3 separate regions of the Mus musculus genome follow, and regions 2 and 3 are each linked to region 1. Evidence: chromatin contacts called from public Hi-C and HiChIP or PLAC-seq data. All regions are on one chromosome and are shown on one strand. Each heading gives the region's core, a stretch centred on a gene start, on an enhancer-like site or on the middle of the called end of the contact. The rest is flanking DNA. Distances are from core to core; before and after follow the strand shown. Region 1 holds the start of Zbtb22 (zinc finger and BTB domain containing 22). Region 2 holds the start of D17H6S56E-5 (DNA segment, Chr 17, human D6S56E 5). Region 3 holds the start of Hspa1b (heat shock protein 1B).

The links. A called contact is a pair of places that touch in the nucleus more often than the background predicts. HiChIP or PLAC-seq counts read pairs in DNA pulled down with a chosen protein or histone mark.
Region 2: a contact with region 1 is called in a Hi-C map of B cells, with 8 read pairs. The contact joins the promoter of D17H6S56E-5 here to the promoter of Zbtb22 in region 1. A contact is called at or near these places in 8 of 39 promoter capture datasets (the HPC-7 cell line, cranial neural crest, embryonic stem cells and 4 more), 1 of 484 Hi-C or Micro-C datasets (B cells), 5 of 115 datasets of contacts at active chromatin or transcription factors (astrocytes, cardiomyocytes, embryonic stem cells and 2 more) and 1 of 9 other capture datasets (liver).
Region 3: an HNF4G HiChIP or PLAC-seq map of pancreatic cancer cells shows a contact between it and region 1. The contact joins the promoter of Hspa1b here to the promoter of Zbtb22 in region 1. A contact is called at or near these places in 4 of 39 promoter capture datasets (the C10 cell line, frontonasal cranial neural crest, maxillary cranial neural crest and 1 more), 1 of 484 Hi-C or Micro-C datasets (B cells) and 3 of 115 datasets of contacts at active chromatin or transcription factors (embryonic stem cells, microglia and pancreatic cancer cells).

The regions. Positions count from the first base shown.
Region 1 is chr17:33,914,543-33,917,792 of GRCm38.p6, forward strand. Zbtb22 (zinc finger and BTB domain containing 22) reads left to right here and starts at 1,634. Exons shown (of 2, transcript NM_020625.3): 1 at 1,634-1,731; 2 at 2,275-3,250. The coding sequence starts at 2,341. Daxx (Fas death domain-associated protein) reads left to right here. Exons shown (of 8, transcript NM_007829.4): 8 at 801-1,048. The coding sequence ends at 860.
Region 2 is chr17:34,999,274-35,002,523 of GRCm38.p6, forward strand. It overlaps D17H6S56E-5 (DNA segment, Chr 17, human D6S56E 5), which reads right to left and starts at 1,473. Exons shown (of 2, transcript NM_033075.3): 1 at 894-1,473; 2 at 1-196. The coding sequence starts at 900. It overlaps Vars (valyl-tRNA synthetase), which reads left to right and starts at 1,634. Exons shown (of 30, transcript NM_011690.3): 1 at 1,634-1,959; 2 at 2,139-2,557. The coding sequence starts at 2,171.
Region 3 is chr17:34,957,659-34,960,908 of GRCm38.p6, forward strand. Hspa1b (heat shock protein 1B) reads right to left here and starts at 1,580. Exons shown (of 1, transcript NM_010478.2): 1 at 1-1,580. The coding sequence starts at 1,349.

The DNA.
Region 1 (3,250 bases), core at 384-2,883:
AACTTTTCAGGAGAGCATATAAATGGCAGAGCCTCCCCACCTTCCAGGAAGCATGGTTGGTGGTAGTACAGGGGTTGGTTGTGGTTTGTTAGTAGTCTTGCTCAAAGAACAAACAGGAAGAGAGACATTAGAATCAGAGATCCTGTCTCTCCTGTCTATCCTTTCTTTTCTATCTAGTGATGGGGGCGGATAAAGGGGAGGAAAAAGAACACACAAAGTCTCAAAGACTGGCTGTGTGTGTGTGTGTGTGTGTGTGTGTGTGTGTGTGTGTGTTTAGGTTTAACCCCATCAACCAGGAGGCAGAGGCATACAGGTCTCTCTAACTTCAAGGCCACAGTCTAGTCTACCCAGTGACAGTCAAGGTTACATAGTGAGACCATGTAAAACAAAACAAAAAAGACTTATTTTATGTAAATAGGTGTTTTGTTGGCATGCATACCTATGTGCTACATTTGTGTCTGGTGCTCATGGAGGCCAGAAGAGGGCGTCTGATCCTATAGATCTGGAGTCACGGAGAAGGCAGAGAGCCGCCATGTGAGACTGGATACAACACTCGGGTCTTCTGCAAAGCAGCTGCGTGCTTAGTGGCTGAGCCATCTTCCAGCCTTCCATCCTGCTTTGTTTTGTTTCTGAGACAAGGTCTTTCTATGTAGCCCTGACTGTCCCAGAACTCTGTATGTAGTAGATCAGGCTGGCCCCAAACTCGGATATCAGCCCGCCTCTGCCTCTTGAGTGTTCGGACTAAAGGCGTGAGCCGCCATGCCTGGCTCACCCTTCTTTCTCCTCTGACTTGTCTGCAGACCAGTGTGGCCACACAGTGCGACCCGGAGGAGATCATCGTGCTTTCAGACTCTGATTAGCAGGCCCCATGCTCCCCGTGCTCCCTGCATCCAGAAGGTTTTTTGTATGGCTGTTGGAAGATGATGGAGTAAAAGATGGACAGAGCTCCTCCCGTTTTGATGGTGTTTCTTTTGACAAAAAAAAAAAATCAAAATGTTTTAAGTTTTACACAGACACATTAATAAACAATGAATTTCTTTTTATTGTATTCTTTCCTTTACTTTGCCTTTTCTCTTGTGACAGCTGTCACCTGGATCTGCCTTTTCTATCCTGGCTCTCTTTTTAGGGCGTCCTCATCCTTAACCCTTCCTTGAGCCTTCTTCCCCTAGGCACTTTTAAAGATAAGTGCTTCGGAAGCCTTCTTAAGCAGCTTTCCTCTCTCGTTTTGAGCGGTCTGAGTGAAAAGGCCAATCAGGGGCTGACTCAAGGTGATTTGGCCAATCCAGGCCTGGAGGAGGGGGGCGGGGCTTGGGGGGTTCTCATATGCTGGGAAAAGGGCTGTTAGATCCCGCGAGCAAGCTAACGTCCAGAGCTCGGGGTGGAGCCTGGGAAGCGGAAGCCAGCACTGGTCAATGAGACAAGGTAGGCTTGTCGGATTAAAGGGGAACGAAGGTTTCGGCCAAACCAATTCCTGAGTCCTCAGCCGCAGACGGGACCTGGTACCTTTAAGGCGGAATGAAGCGCCGGTTCTTTAAAGGAAAAGTGTCGCTGTCGGTCGACTTTTGCCCAGCGGCACAGGAGGGGTGCTGGCCTGCGCCTTTAAGGTCGCAGGTCCGGGAGGCGGAGTGGAGGCGGAAGGCGGAGGGAGTCGGCACAAGATGGCGGCGGGAGGGGCTGGGGCTGCGGCTCTGGTCGCGGAGTGAGGGGGGGGGCCCGGGGGCGCGCGGCCAGGTAAGCGGGGGCGCGCGGGGCTGGGGGCCCCCCTCAGGCTGGGGAACAGTCCGAGGGCGCGATTGGGGAGGACTGGGGGGCGGGGTTCGGGGGCGGGGGCAAACACGAGGCGGGGTCGGGGATCCAGGGGGCGGAGCCCTGGAGGGTCCTGAAGGGGCGGGGTCGGGATCAACTGGGGGCTCTAGGGGGAGGAGCTTGAGAACTGTGGAGAACACCCCTTCACCCCAAGAAAATCGGTACGCAACACCAAGGAGGGGGCGTTCTTTTGAGAGTGAAGCCGTAGACTAGGATAGACGCCCCTTCCCTGAGAGCCCCCTATTTCCTGACCCAGGAGCGAGAGTACTAAACTTGGAATACTTTCTTTGCTAGCGCTGCGGTTTGGTGGTGTTTGATTGGATGTTTTACTTAATAGTGAGCCTCAGTTGCCCCGTCTGTACCATGGGGTTGACAGGGGTACCTGTTTTTTTTTTTTAAATACTGTGATGGCTTAAAATCAGTGATGCTTTCAAAATGCTGTTATTCTTTTTTTTTTTTTTTCCCTAGAGACCCCCCCGGCCGCCCTCTTCTTTCCTTTGTTCCTGTGGCTGGGGGGGTATCTCCTTCCACAGCATGGAGCCGTCTGCTCTGTCACCCAGTGGGGCCACACTCCCACTGCCTCTGTCACTGGCTCCACCGCCACTGCCTCTGCCGGCAGCTGCAGTGGTACACGTGTCCTTCCCTGAGGTGACCAGTGCCCTCCTGGAATCCCTCAACCAGCAGCGGCTCCAGGGTCAGCTCTGTGATGTGTCCATCCGCGTGCAGGGACGGGAGTTCCGCGCTCACAGGGCCGTCTTGGCTGCCTCCTCTCCTTACTTCCACGACCAGGTCCTACTGAAAGGCATGACTTCCATTTCCCTGCCAAGCGTCATGGACCCAGGCGCTTTTGAGACTGTCCTGGCCTCAGCTTACACGGGCCGCCTCAGCATGGCTGCTGCGGACATTGTCAACTTCCTCACAGTGGGGTCGGTCCTCCAGATGTGGCACATTGTGGATAAGTGCACTGAACTCCTTCGGGAGGGTCGATCCGCAGCCACTACAACCACTGTCACTACTGCTGCAGCCCCCTCTGTCTCTGTCCCTTGTGCCAGTGTCCCATCAGGGAATGGGGGCACTGTCGCCCCTGCCACCGTAGGCTCTGTCCGTTCCCATACCTCCAGCAGGGCCAGTGAGAATCAGTCTCCCAGCAGTAGCAACTACTTCAGCCCCCGGGAGTCGACTGATTTCTCCTCTACCTCCCAGGATGCATTTGTGGCCTCAGCAGCAGGTAGTGGGAACCGTCGGGATGGTGGCCCGGTGTTCCCAGCCCCTGTGGTTGGCAGTGCGGGTACCACCTCCGGGAAGTTGCTGCTGGAGGCCGATGAGCTATGCGATGACGGTGGGGATGGGAGAGGGGCCGTGGCCCCCGGGGCTGGGCTCCGGAGGTCTAACTGCATGCCTGCCAGTGCAGTGCCACAGAAACACTGGGTGTATGTGAAGCAAG
Region 2 (3,250 bases), core at 223-2,722, 1.1 Mb after region 1:
GCAGTGTTAGTTATAACCCAAGTAAGGTTATGGGGTTCATGGGGCATAGGACTAGTTTGGACCACACCTATAGAAATCAGCAGAGTCAAGATCTGCAGTGTCTTAGCTTTAGGGAATCTTATGGTTGTCATTGGAGTCTTGATCCCGTCTGGGGCACTTGGCAGCATCTCCCGTCTAGTGATCGAGACTTCATCACCTGGTTGGAAACAATGGTGGTTAGGTGTTGCATAGATCTGCCATGTTTGGCCCAATCCATTTCTGTACCTTGTAAAGGACCTGTAAGCACTCTTGTCTACAGCTGGCATGAAGTTTTTCTGCCTGATTTCTCTCTCCGTGTACTTTTGAATAATACAAAGACAACTTTACACAGTACACAAGAGATTATCCCAACAGGCCTTTCTCCCCCAACCCCCCTTTCTTTTCTTCTTCTTTTTTTCTTGGTTTTTCGAGACAGGGTTTCTCTGTGTAGCTCTGGCTGTCCTCGAACTCAAGAAATCCGCCTGCCTCTGCCTCACACTCATAAGTGCTGGGATTAAAGGCATGCGCCACCACTGCCAGGCTAGCAGTGGCCTCTCAAAAGCACTGCGAACTTATGTTTTCCCTCTAGGTTTGAGCTTTAGTAGACCAGCTGGAGTGCTTCTGCCTTTGGGTCCCCTGCCCTTCCTTCACGTGACTCCATGTCAGGCAGTGAGCGCTCAGCACCTAGAGCCCCTTTCCTGTTTTACCTGGGTTAGATCCGAGGATCTTCCGCGAACTGGCGGTGCACTCCGTTACCAAAAGCCTGACATGGCCTTGAGCACACCCCATCAGTACGCTTTCTAAAAGCATAAGATAAATACAAGCAAGAGACGCGGAACGCACGGTGCATTTACCAACGCCAGGGAATTACCAACCTTTCATTCCCTACAGCAACAGCTCCCAGCAGCCAGGCACTGCTTGTGAAAGACCCCCAAGCTGGGTAGTCAATCACTCTGAGGAGACCCTCCCAAGGATCAGCGAGGCCACGATTCGGATGCAACAGCAAAAGGCTTTATTGGGAACACGGGTACCCGGGCGACTCAGTCTATCGGATGACTGGCGCGCCGAGTGTGGAGTACTTACCCTTCTTATAGGGCTAGGGCTGGGGGGCAAAAAGCGCGGGTACAGAAGCGAGAAGCGAGCTGATTGGTTAGTTTAAATAAGGCTTGGGGTATTTCCCGGTCATTTGGGGAACCTGAAACTGAGGTGGGACTTTCCAGAAACTGTTGCTGGTTTCGCTTTATCTGAGTACCATCTGTTCTTGGCCCTGAGCCGGGGCCCAGGTGCTTGACCACAGATATCCTGTTTGGCCCCTGTCCCGGTATTATTCAGCCTTATTCTTTAACTAAACTTCCTTGTAACTTTTGAGAACTCAGCTCTGGTACTTTATCATGCCTTGCAAAATGGCGTTACTGCAGCTAACTTGCTAAGCCTTATGGTGGGGTCTTTCACTTGGAGCAGCCCGAGATTCTGCAGCTCGCCCTGCAAAAGGCGGAAACCTGGGACCAAGCACGCACTCCAGACACTAGGGCTTTCGTTTTCCCGCGCTCTAGACACGAAGACCCCGGGCTGCCCGCGGCGGCGCCTGACCCGAGGGCCACGGGCTGCCCGCGGCGGCGCCTGACCCAGACCCAGGCTCGTCCCGGCACGCGGGTTCCCGTCTCCGTGCTGCACGAGCCACTCTGGCCCCTGCTTGACCCGTCCGGCAGCGGTGGGCCGCGCACGGACCCTCGGGATCGCGCACGCACAGGCGGGGCCCGGCAGCCCTGCGAGGACCCGAGTCCGGAAACGTGCGCTGTCACAAAGGGGGGGACACGTGGGTGCCGCTGTCCCGGCCGCGTTCTCCCGCAGCGGGAGAGCTGCCTCCGCTGCCCGCCACCTCCACCCCGGCCGCCCTGTGGGGCCGCGGCCGTAGCCGGCCGAGTGTGATCGCCGCCTTCAGTACGTACACGCGGCGCGGCCTCCCCTCTCCAACCCGAGGGGGCGGGCGATCGGGGTCCCGCCTCCTCCTCTAGGCGCTGCTGGCGGCTGCTCGGCCAGGCCTAGGGTCCGGCCGGGCGCCTGCGTACCTTGCAGCACGTGCTCAGGTCCCCTCCTCAATCTGCCGGGTCTCTCCTCAGGTCACTGCACCGCGTTCGGACCCTGCACAGCCATGTCCATCCTCTACGTCTCTCCTCACCCCGACGCCTTCCCCAGCCTCCGAGCCCTCATCGCTGCCCGATACGGGGAAGCTGGTGACGGTCCCGGGTGGGGAGGCCCTCACCCCCGCATCTGCTTGCAGCCTCCCCCGAGCAGCCGGACTCCATTCCCTCCGCCTCGCCTGCCCGCCCTGGAGCAGGGACCTGGCGGCCTGTGGGTGTGGGGGGCCCCGGCTGTAGCTCAGCTGTTGTGGCCTGCAGGCCTGGGGGGACCCGGGGGCAGCCGGGCAGCTGTCCTGGTCCAGCAGTGGGTCAGTTATGCTGACACGGAGCTCATACCCGCTGCCTGCGGGGCGACCCTGCCTGCCCTGGGACTTCGAGGTCCTGGTCAGGATCCCCAGGTGAGAGGGAAGAAAAAGGGAGAAATTCTGACTACACAAACAGGATTGGGAAGAATCCCACGAAAAAAGTCGGTTGTCAGGCGGTCGCATCTCTGCCTGCCACCTGGTGTAGTAACTTTGGGAACACTTTTTCTCGAGCCTTGGTCTTCTATGTCTGAGAATGCAAGATGATGAAATCTCTTCCTTCCTCCGGGGGTGTGATACATGAGCGCCCGGGAGTGGAGCGTGGTTTTGCTGTTTTCACTACGTTTGGAGTGTGTGTGTGTGTGTGTGTGTGTGTGTGTGTGTGTCTTTAAATTAGGTCTCGCTCTAACTGAATGGCTCGGAACGAACGCACTGGTGTGCCAAGCATTCCCAAGTCTGTCTTTGGGTTTCTGTTGCCATGTTTAAAACAACATGACCAAAAGCGCCTTGGGAAAGAAAGGAATTGTTTCAGGTTACAGCTCTCCATCACTGAAGGAAGTCAGACCAGTGACTGGAAGCAGAAACAAAAAGAGGCCGTGCAGGACCGATACTTTCTGGCTCACTTTCCACAGCTTGTTCAGCCTGCTCTTTTATACCGTCCAGGGCTGCTTTGCCAGGGGTGGTATCCCCTACAATGGACTGGCCCTCCACATAATCATTAGTTAAGAAAACGTCCCCACACGCTTACCCACAGGCCAGTCTGGTGGGGACATTTTCCCAATTGAGTTT
Region 3 (3,250 bases), core at 330-2,829, 1.0 Mb after region 1:
GTCATGGCCCTCTCGCCCTCGTACACCTGGATCAGCACCCCGGGCTGGTTGTCCGAGTAGGTGGTGAAGGTCTGCGTCTGCTTGGTGGGGATGGTGGAGTTGCGCTTGATGAGCGCCGTCATCACGCCGCCCGCAGTCTCCAGGCCCAGCGACAGCGGCGCCACGTCCAGCAGCAGCAGGTCCTGCACGTTCTCCGACTTGTCCCCCATCAGGATGGCCGCCTGCACCGCCGCCCCGTAGGCCACCGCCTCGTCCGGGTTGATGCTCTTGTTCAGGTCGCGCCCGTTGAAGAAGTCCTGCAGCAGCTTCTGCACCTTGGGGATGCGCGTCGAGCCGCCCACCAGCACCAGGTCGTGGATCTGCGCCTTGTCCATCTTGGCGTCGCGCAGGGCCTTCTCCACGGGCTCCAGCGTGCCGCGGAACAGGTCCGAGCACAGCTCTTCGAACCGCGCCCGCGTGATGGATGTGTAGAAGTCGATGCCCTCGAACAGAGAGTCGATCTCCAGGCTGGCCTGGGTGCTGGACGACAGCGTCCTCTTGGCCCTCTCACACGCCGTGCGCAGCCGCCGCACCGCGCGCTTGTTCTGGCTGATGTCCTTCTTGTGCTTCCTCTTGAACTCCTCCACGAAGTGGCTCACCAGCCGGTTGTCGAAGTCCTCCCCTCCCAGGTGCGTGTCGCCCGCCGTGGCCTTCACCTCGAAGATGCCGTCGTCGATCGTCAGGATGGACACGTCGAACGTGCCGCCCCCCAGGTCGAAGATGAGCACGTTGCGCTCGCCCTTGCCGGTCCGGTCCAGCCCGTAGGCGATGGCGGCCGCCGTGGGCTCGTTGATGATCCGCAGCACGTTTAGACCGGCGATCACGCCCGCGTCCTTGGTGGCCTGCCGCTGAGAGTCGTTGAAGTAGGCGGGCACCGTGATCACCGCGTTGGTCACCGGGTGGCCCAGGTACGCCTCAGCGATCTCCTTCATCTTCGTCAGCACCATGGACGAGATCTCCTCCGGGAAGAACGACCGGCTCTCGCCCTTGTAGTTCACCTGCACCTTGGGCTTGTCGCCGTCGTTCACCACCTGGAAGGGCCAGTGCTTCATGTCGGACTGCACCACCGCATCGCCGAACTTGCGGCCGATCAGCCGCTTCGCGTCGAACACGGTGTTCTGCGGGTTCAGCGCCACCTGGTTCTTGGCGGCGTCCCCGATGAGGCGCTCGGTGTCGGTGAAGGCCACGTAGCTGGGGGTCGTGCGGTTGCCCTGGTCGTTGGCGATGATCTCCACCTTGCCGTGCTGGAACACGCCCACGCACGAGTAGGTGGTGCCCAGGTCGATGCCGATCGCCGTGTTCTTGGCCATGGCGCCGCGCTCTGCTTCTGGAAGGCTGCGCTCCGCGGCGTGGATGCTCCGGGGAAAGTTGCGCTCCGCGGCAGGGATGCTCCTGGGAAGGTTGCGCTCCGCGGCGTGGATGCTCTGGGGAAGGCTGGTCCTGGCCGAGGATCGGGAACGCGCCGCTCGCTCTGCTTCTCTTGTCTTCGCTTGTCTCTGGATGGAACCAGATTTGATTCTGAGTAGCTGTCAGCGTCTGGTGCCCTGCTCGCCGCCCTGCGCCTTTAAGGAGTCTTCACCGGCCCCGCCCACTCTCCGCTGGGCCAATCAGCGAGCCGGAGGAGGCCTTGGGGCCAGGAATCTTCCAGCAGTTTCGCGTCTGGTGGAGCTTCCCCGCCTCCCTTGAGTAATCGGAGTTGTGGGTTCCGCCCTTGTCCAGAACTCTCCAGAGGTTTCTGGGGTTCGCTAGAGAGTACGGATTCCTGAGGGGGAGGGTGTGGGGAAGTGCTGGTGCTGCTATTGACACTGTTGCGGAGGCGACGCAACTTCGGGGTCCCTGTGGGTGAAGCTGTTAAGGGTCAGCTCCTGAAGGTGCTGGGTGGTGAGAGTGTGGGACTCAGACCAGGGAGGGAGTTTAAAGTGTACAAATCCTTCCTACAGGATGGCGGACGCAGAAAGTTTCTCAAGAGAGGCGGGATAAGGCTTGGCTAAAAAGTCTGTGATTGGGTCCTGGTTTGAGTGACAGCGTTGGGCAGGGGCGCCTGTGGAATGCTTGCTTGTCCATGTCTCCCCCTCCCTCTTCATTTTAGGTTTGAATAGGGAAATAGAAGAGATCTTGCAGTATAGTTCATTTGTTTTGCTGTCTTTACATCACGGTTAAGGTAGGAGTAGGCGGTACATCGCCTATGGAGTTCTCACAATTTTATAAGGAAATCAGCGTGAAAATACTTGATTCTCATGTTAGGAGGACCTGTGACTCAAAAGAGGAAAAAGGAAAGTGTCCCAGGACCCGGAGAGCAGGGCTTAATCGACCGTGCCAGGCTGTAGCCACTCCCTTTGCCTCAGGCTGCAGCCTGACATTAGTAAGAAAAAACTTTCCATAGACGGTGAGGCAGAAGGACTGTAGAGAGTCCAAGACCAGCCTCCGTTATAGAGGAACCCTATCTCAAAAGATTAAATAAAAATTGCTCTTTGCCAAGCACCACTGTAGGGTCTGTGCTCTGCTGTAGTAAGGTCAGGTTAATCAACAGTTCGTTGGTTCTTCTGTCTGTGTCTGCCGTCTCTGTCTGTTCACCTCTTTTAGAAGAGATGGCGTGCCCTATCCTCTGATAGCATCTTGCCTCACAGTGCCCTGCGAACTTTCCGGTGAGATCCTAAGCCTGGGTGTTGGGGCCCGCCTACTAATTCACCCTATTAGCTTTTTGTCCTAAACATCACTTTCTATGCCTGGTCTACCCTCTCCCTTTTAATTATAAGTACATTTAGCTGTCAGTGATGTCCCCTTTTCTCCTTCTCTGCCCCTCCTTTCTCCTCCTGTGTAGGAATTAAAGACCCCCTAGTCAGATGCCTTGAAACCACAGTATGAGGTTACTGGGTATGGTGGCCCACCTCTGTAATCCTCATGCTTTGGAGGGGCGGGCAGGAGGATGAAGAGTTTGAGGCTAGCCTTAGCTACATTAGAGCCTCTCTTTCAGAAAAAAAAAAAAAAAAAAAAAAAACAACGTAGATAACACCCATAGCAGAGAGAGACTGTTAATTGTCACATACACACATCTTTTTCATATTAAACTTTTTTTTCTTTTATTTTGAAATAGGGTCTTACATAGCCCAGGCTGGCCTTGAACTTACTGTGTAGCCAAAGCTGATCTTAAACTCTTGCTCCTCTAGCCTTGACTCCTAAGTGCTGGAATTCCAGACAAGCACTACAAACT